Regions from separate parts of the Gossypium raimondii genome. Here region 1 is linked to region 2. Evidence: chromatin contacts called from public Hi-C data. All regions are on one chromosome and are shown on one strand. Each heading gives the region's core, a stretch centred on a gene start, on an enhancer-like site or on the middle of the called end of the contact. The rest is flanking DNA. Distances are from core to core; before and after follow the strand shown. Region 1 holds the start of LOC105763418 (peroxidase 51). Region 2 holds the start of LOC105763414 (casein kinase II subunit alpha-2).

What was found. A called contact is a pair of places that touch in the nucleus more often than the background predicts.
Region 1: a Hi-C map of leaf shows a contact between it and region 2, with 2.9 times the contacts expected there. The contact joins the promoter of LOC105763418 here to the promoter of LOC105763414 in region 2. A contact is called at or near these places in 2 of 2 Hi-C or Micro-C datasets (both in leaf).

Annotation. Positions count from the first base shown.
Region 1 is chr12:16,031,959-16,035,223 of ASM2569854v1, forward strand. LOC105763418 (peroxidase 51) reads left to right here and starts at 1,664. Exons shown (of 4, transcript XM_012581654.2): 1 at 1,664-2,312; 2 at 2,416-2,616; 3 at 2,710-2,875; 4 at 2,964-3,265. The coding sequence starts at 2,094.
Region 2 is chr12:15,897,461-15,900,588 of ASM2569854v1, forward strand. It overlaps LOC105763414 (casein kinase II subunit alpha-2), which reads right to left and starts at 1,503. Exons shown (of 10, transcript XM_012581649.2): 1 at 1,277-1,503; 2 at 913-1,042; 3 at 617-811; 4 at 259-416. The coding sequence starts at 1,362.

The DNA of each region.
Region 1 (3,265 bases), core at 414-2,913, 130 kb after region 2:
CATGGCTTTAACCTTTCTAGGTAAACTAACCATCCTAGCACCCATAAGCCCAAAAACATTTTCCTATGTGACCACTTTGATCAACTTAAAATACATAAATGAATCCAGGATTTTTTATTGCACGTTCTTTGAAGTAGTTGTATAACCTCTGTGCATCCCCTCCTTCAATAAGCTACTTTCTTTTATTTCTTAGATAATTTTAAATATCAACTTGTGTACAATTAATATTGTAATGACTAGTAGAATTTTTAGTTAAATATGATACTTATACTTAAAGTTCGTGACTGTATTTATTTTTAAACTATCTTATAATCTATTTTTCTTTTGACTTACTTCAAACCCATCATCGCTTTGCCCAATTTGCACATTTTGCATCATATTTTACCATCTTTTTTTTTTTACCAATAACCTTCACCAGAGCAAGTGATCTGCTCAAATTAAACATATTTATATAAAACTTTTGCTATTATTATAGAATTGGGAAAACATATGGATGCTGCCGTTTGAAATATATATTATTTCAAAATCTTTAAGCCAGATATTAAACATAAATCTCGTATTAAGTAAACCTACAAAAAAGACAGGAAAACACGAATTTTAAATTTTATTTAGTCCAACAGGTTGAAAAAGACCAACAATTTGACAGTAAGATTCTCTGCCCAAAAGATTCCTTCACTCTACCAAAATTAAAACAGCAGATTTGAACTCTGTGTATAGTAAAATAGAAAACATTTTGTTTAAATTGTCAAATAAAAATACGACAATGAGAGACTTAAAATTGCCTTTCAAACTCATTATTCCTCTCCAGCTGGGTTCTCATACCCACTTAATTATTGATTCATCCATGTCTTTCACAAAAATAGTTTTTATACAAAATTTAAACCTTTAGAAGGGTATTGCCCACTTCATATCTTTATGTAATAATTAAAAATATATGCTTGGATTTTTATTTTTATTTAGTTTAATAACGATCAATTTTCCTGTTTAATAGTTTTTTCAATTTTAGATGATAAGTTTAATTATGGTGGCCTTGGACTTATTGTTATTATTTCTACCAAACCTTTCTTCAAAATTGGCATGAAATCCCATCGTCAGCTTACGTAGATGAGTAGCCAATGATATTCTTTCTTTTATTATTACTGTATGTAAACTCTGGGACCAGGATGAGTCTGAAAATTACGGACTTTTCCTTATTTACTTGTTTACTTGTATCAGTGGTGCTTCATTGCTTTGCTTTGGTTTTTCATCGGTTATCTAAATTTGGGAGTTAAAATTTTCCTTCTTTTTTCATATTAATTTTATCCAGTATTGATTAGCTATACAAACTTGCACGTTATAGCCAAGTACTTTCATCAAATATTATGCTTAAAATGGCATGGCCTGCTTTTGGTGTCCCACCCTTTTAATATTTTTCTATTTTAACTTTAAAAAGCTAAAAATTAACAATATTAAATGTTTTGTTAAAATATATAAAAACTTGATATATTTATTTTCTATTTATCCTAACCAATATGTAATTTTTTTAGAAAAATATTAATTTAAATAGATGATATTAATATTTATTGAGGAGTTGAAAATGTTGTACCAACGGCTCTCTTTTGGATCGAGATGTACGTATTTCTTCATGTTAAAAAAGAAAGAAAAAGTATTAGGTTAAAAAAACTCATGACTTGGAGGTTTTACGGATTTTTCGATGTTCTCTATGTCTCTAGTTTTTATTTCAAAGTGTTGGATCTTGGAGCACGTTTCTATGAGATTCCAAGTTGGTAGTCGAAACCCAAGTTGTAGGGCAACGAGGAGAGCAGTTTGAGTTTGTGGAAGGAGATGAAGGCGGCCATTGACATTGACAAAGCCAAGGAGAAGCATTGATGTCTCTTTCAAGCTCCGTACTCTCTCCTTATCTATTATTTAAATCACTTATTATTGAGGCACTCTTTCTTTGCTGTTAAAAAAGATTCCTCATCTAACTTACTACTCTCACGGACCACTTCCAAGCTTCTTCCTATATATGCTTTTTTATATTTTCATTAATCAGCTTTCTTCTTTTTCTATATAGCTGCTTTTATACTCATTATTTCTCAGTTTCTTCTCAAATGGGTCACTTCGTTAACCTTTTAGTTTTCCTGTCATTTTCTCTAAGCTTCTGTTTGTTTCCTGGCACAGTATCAGCTCAACTAAGACAAAATTTCTATGCTAATTCTTGCTCAAATGTAGAAGCGATTGTTAGAGGTGAAGTGGCCAAGAAATTCAGCCAAACTTTCGTCACAGTTCCTGCCACTCTCCGTCTCTTCTTCCATGATTGCTTTGTCCAGGTTTTTTTCCAACACTTTTTTTTTTTCTGAAGATTACCCTTTTCTCCATTTCGCTTAAAATGTATCAACCTTTGATCGCAAGTGCATTTATTGTTTCTAACAGGGATGTGATGCTTCGGTTATGATTGCATCTACCGGTAGCAACAAAGCTGAAAAAGATCACCCTGATAACCTGTCGTTAGCCGGAGATGGATTTGACACCGTCATCAAAGCTAAAGCAGCGGTTGATGCGGTTCCAAGTTGCAGAAATAAGGTGTCTTGTGCTGATATCTTGGCTTTGGCTACCCGTGATGTTATTGCTATGGTATGGTTCGTTCCTATTTCTTTGATATTACCACAATGATTGTTTGACGTTGTTGCAGATATGTTAGTGAATGTGATCTGATTATAATTACAGTCTGGTGGACCTTCTTATGCTGTTGAATTGGGGAGATTGGATGGGTTAAGCTCGACAGCTGCTAGTGTCAATGGAAAGCTTCCTCACCCAACTTTCAACTTGAATCAGCTTAATTCGCTTTTTGCAGCAAATGGACTCAGCCAAACTGACATGATTGCTCTATCAGGTCTTATTATTACCACAACTTCAATGTCTGCATTTCCAACATAAGCTTCCCATGTTAAAAGGCTCTCATTGGTTTTATGTTTTTGCAGCGGCACACACTCTTGGATTCTCACATTGCGACAAGTTTTCCAACAGAATATACAATTTTAGCCGTCAAAATGCAGTGGACCCAACGCTCAATAAGGACTATGCTACTCAACTTCAACAAATGTGCCCCAGGAATGTGGACCCAAGGATAGCCATCAACATGGACCCAAACACACCCAGGACATTTGACAATGTCTACTTCCAGAACTTGCAGAAAGGGCAGGGCCTTTTCACCTCCGACCAGGTTTTATTCACGGACACAAGGTCTAGACCTACTGTAGACGCCTGGGCCTCCAACTCCCAG
Region 2 (3,128 bases), core at 253-2,752:
AGCTCGACTTGTTTAATGAGTTTCATGCTAAATTTTGCATCTATATGCCTGTATTACAAGCCATATTCAATTTCTATAAAGGAAAGAATTTCAAGTACGAGCAAGGAAAACATACAGGTAAAATAATCCCAAACGGATTTCTTTTTCCTTTTCAAACATGGACTAATATATAAGGCTAGTCCTTTTCTAACTAAGATCTTAAAGAAGAAAACTATCTTGAAAATATATAAAGATCTTAAACTATCTTCAAAATATTACCTGGAAGCCACACGGACATTATACTCTTTTCCAGGATGGTAAAACTCGGCAAGTCCCCAATCTATCAAGCGAAGTTTGCGCAGCTCATGATCTATCATGATATTGTGAGGCTTCACATCTCTGTGCATTATTCCATGTGAATGACAGTAATCTAATGCCTACAAAGCAAAGAAATCTTTTCCTATCATCCTATAACGCCAAATGCAACCCAGAAATCCCCCAAAAGCTTAACAAAGCCAGTAATAATTTGGAATTGGATCAAGTAAAGAATAAAAACTACAAACGGTCATGCAACAAAAAATACCATAGAACAGAGTTATATACATAAAAAATTTTGTTACGAGAGGCGTAATTTCACCTTGAGAAGTTCGTATATGTAGTAGCGAATATCATAATCTGTCAAAGTTGGGTAGAGAACTTTGAAATCTGTATTGTTGACGTACTCAAATACCAAGCTAGGCGTCTTGGAGTGCTGATCTCTAACAATATCAAGAAGTTTAATAATATTTGGACCACCACATAGATTCTGAAGGATTTTTATCTCTCTCTTAATCTACCAATAATAACAAAAAATAATGATAGGATTATTGATCATGGCGGCTATGCCTTAAGATTTCATCACATATAAATATAATTGAAGTCTTAACTAGCAACCTTTTTTTTCTCGACAGGTTTGAGGATCTTGATTACACAGCGTTCATTGTTATTGACATTTTTACCCTCGAAAACCTCACTGTATTTACCCCTTCCAACTTTCCGAATAACCTCATAACCATCTTGATCCCTAATACAGAACCGAATATAACCGAAACGATATCAATTTATGCTCATTGATGAACCGAATCGGATTTTCATTAGAAAAATTGCAGAAAATGCTTAAGGTTAGTAACATTAGAAGATTCTAACTTTAAGCAAATTACATAATCTTCAATTCAGATTAGCTGATGTGACTTGGTTTAAAAATTGATTAAAGGAAATTCGAGAACAACCTAATCAACGATCGATTTAAAAAATTTACCCCCATTGAACAGTGAGGGACTCGTAATCCCAATACTCCTTGGGACGAAGGACATTGACGTCAGAATAAACGCGAGATTTGGACATGACTTGCCAGCGATAAGGGCTGGAGATCTTGTCGATCTCACGGTTAATGGAACAGTAGTGGGCGAGCAGAGGGCGGGAAGCGAAGATGGCAAAAAATAGCAAGAGGTGGAGTAAGATTGGTGGGTTGGTGGTGGTGCGTCGGGCATAATTCGTTCACTCAAGCCAAGCCAAGCCAAGCCAAGCCAAGCCAAGCCAGCCCATTTATTTGAATGGTGATTCGGCTAAGTTTTGGTTTTGGAGAGAAATGGGAGTAGGGAGGGGAGTTAGGGCCTTTGCTTGCTTAGCCGAGCTGAGCTGCTGGGATCTAACCTATTTTGATATTGAGACCACCGGATGTTTATCTCCTAAAAGAACAAAATATCTCTCCATTTTGATATGAGCAAATTAGTTTCCTCTTTAAAAGAATAGCTGGTCAATTTTGAAGGAAAGCAATTATAAGGTAAACTACACATATAATCTCGTCCAATTAAAAAATCGATTATCTTGACCATTACTGTTAAAATCATAAATAACGAGATGTTACCCTCAACTATTTTTACGTATTATATCATAATTGATTGCAAATGAAGATTTGTCCTGCTAGTGAAGTTAAATCTGAACTGATTGCTCTTAGAAACTCCAATGAAGCAGAGAAAGCTGATGAACAAGCCATTGGGGATAATTTGATAACAAAATTGGAAGGGGCTTTAAGCAATGTTGTCGTGCGAAGGGGACTCCATGCTGGGGTGGCGGTTCAGGTTGCGTAACAGTTTTCGGGTATCATTACTGTTATGTATTTCAGCCCAACAATAATTCAGTTCGCTGGATTTGCTTCAAACAAGATAGCATTGGTGCTTTCTCTCGTCATGTCTACTCTCAATGCTGTCATCTCTATGTCTGGTATCATTTCTTTCAAGTTGTTGCTGTTGCTGCAGTAGAAAATCAGCAGAGACGGAGAGGGAGAGGGACGGTGGTAGGAAGGGACGGGATGGGGAGGGTTTTTATTTTATTTTATTTAATATTAATATTAATATTAATATAAAATTTAAAGGGAATAATTTCCCTTATGATATCCTATCAACTAAAGTTTTTTTACTATCAATAAAATTTTGCCACATTATCAAATTTTAAAGATATGAAATTATTATTATACATTTATCTATAGAGAATTTATTTTATAGACCATTCTCACCACATTATTTATGGTCCATTTCCAATTATTAAACCACATTTCAACAATTTTTTTTCATGTCTTTGGCACATAATTTTGATAATTTTTTTACTTCGAACCCTAAATTCAAAACCTAAAATCTCAAACACTTGAACCCTAAACACAAACCATAAACCTCAAAGTTTTGAATGCTAAACCCTAAACATGTGACCCTATACTCTTAAACCCTAAATATAAACCTTAAATCTCCAACCCAAACCCTAACCTCGAGGTTCGAGGTTCAAAGTTTAAGGTTCATGATTCGAGTTTAAGGTTTAAGGTTCTGAGTTTAGTGTTCATGACAAAATAATTACCAAATTATGTGTCAATAATATGGAAAAATATTACACAAAATTACTATTTTTTTAAAATTGGTTGCACAAAATTAAAAAAAATTAACTTACGGAAAATATGTCTGTTTATAATTTAAAATTACTTATTTGAAGGAATTTAATTAAAGTTCAATTAAGTTGGAGAAGATATTAGATATAGATGAATGCATAATAATATTTTGTTATCTTTAAAATTTAATGACTTGACACTATTTTATTAGTGGCTAAAATCATACTTTGTAGGA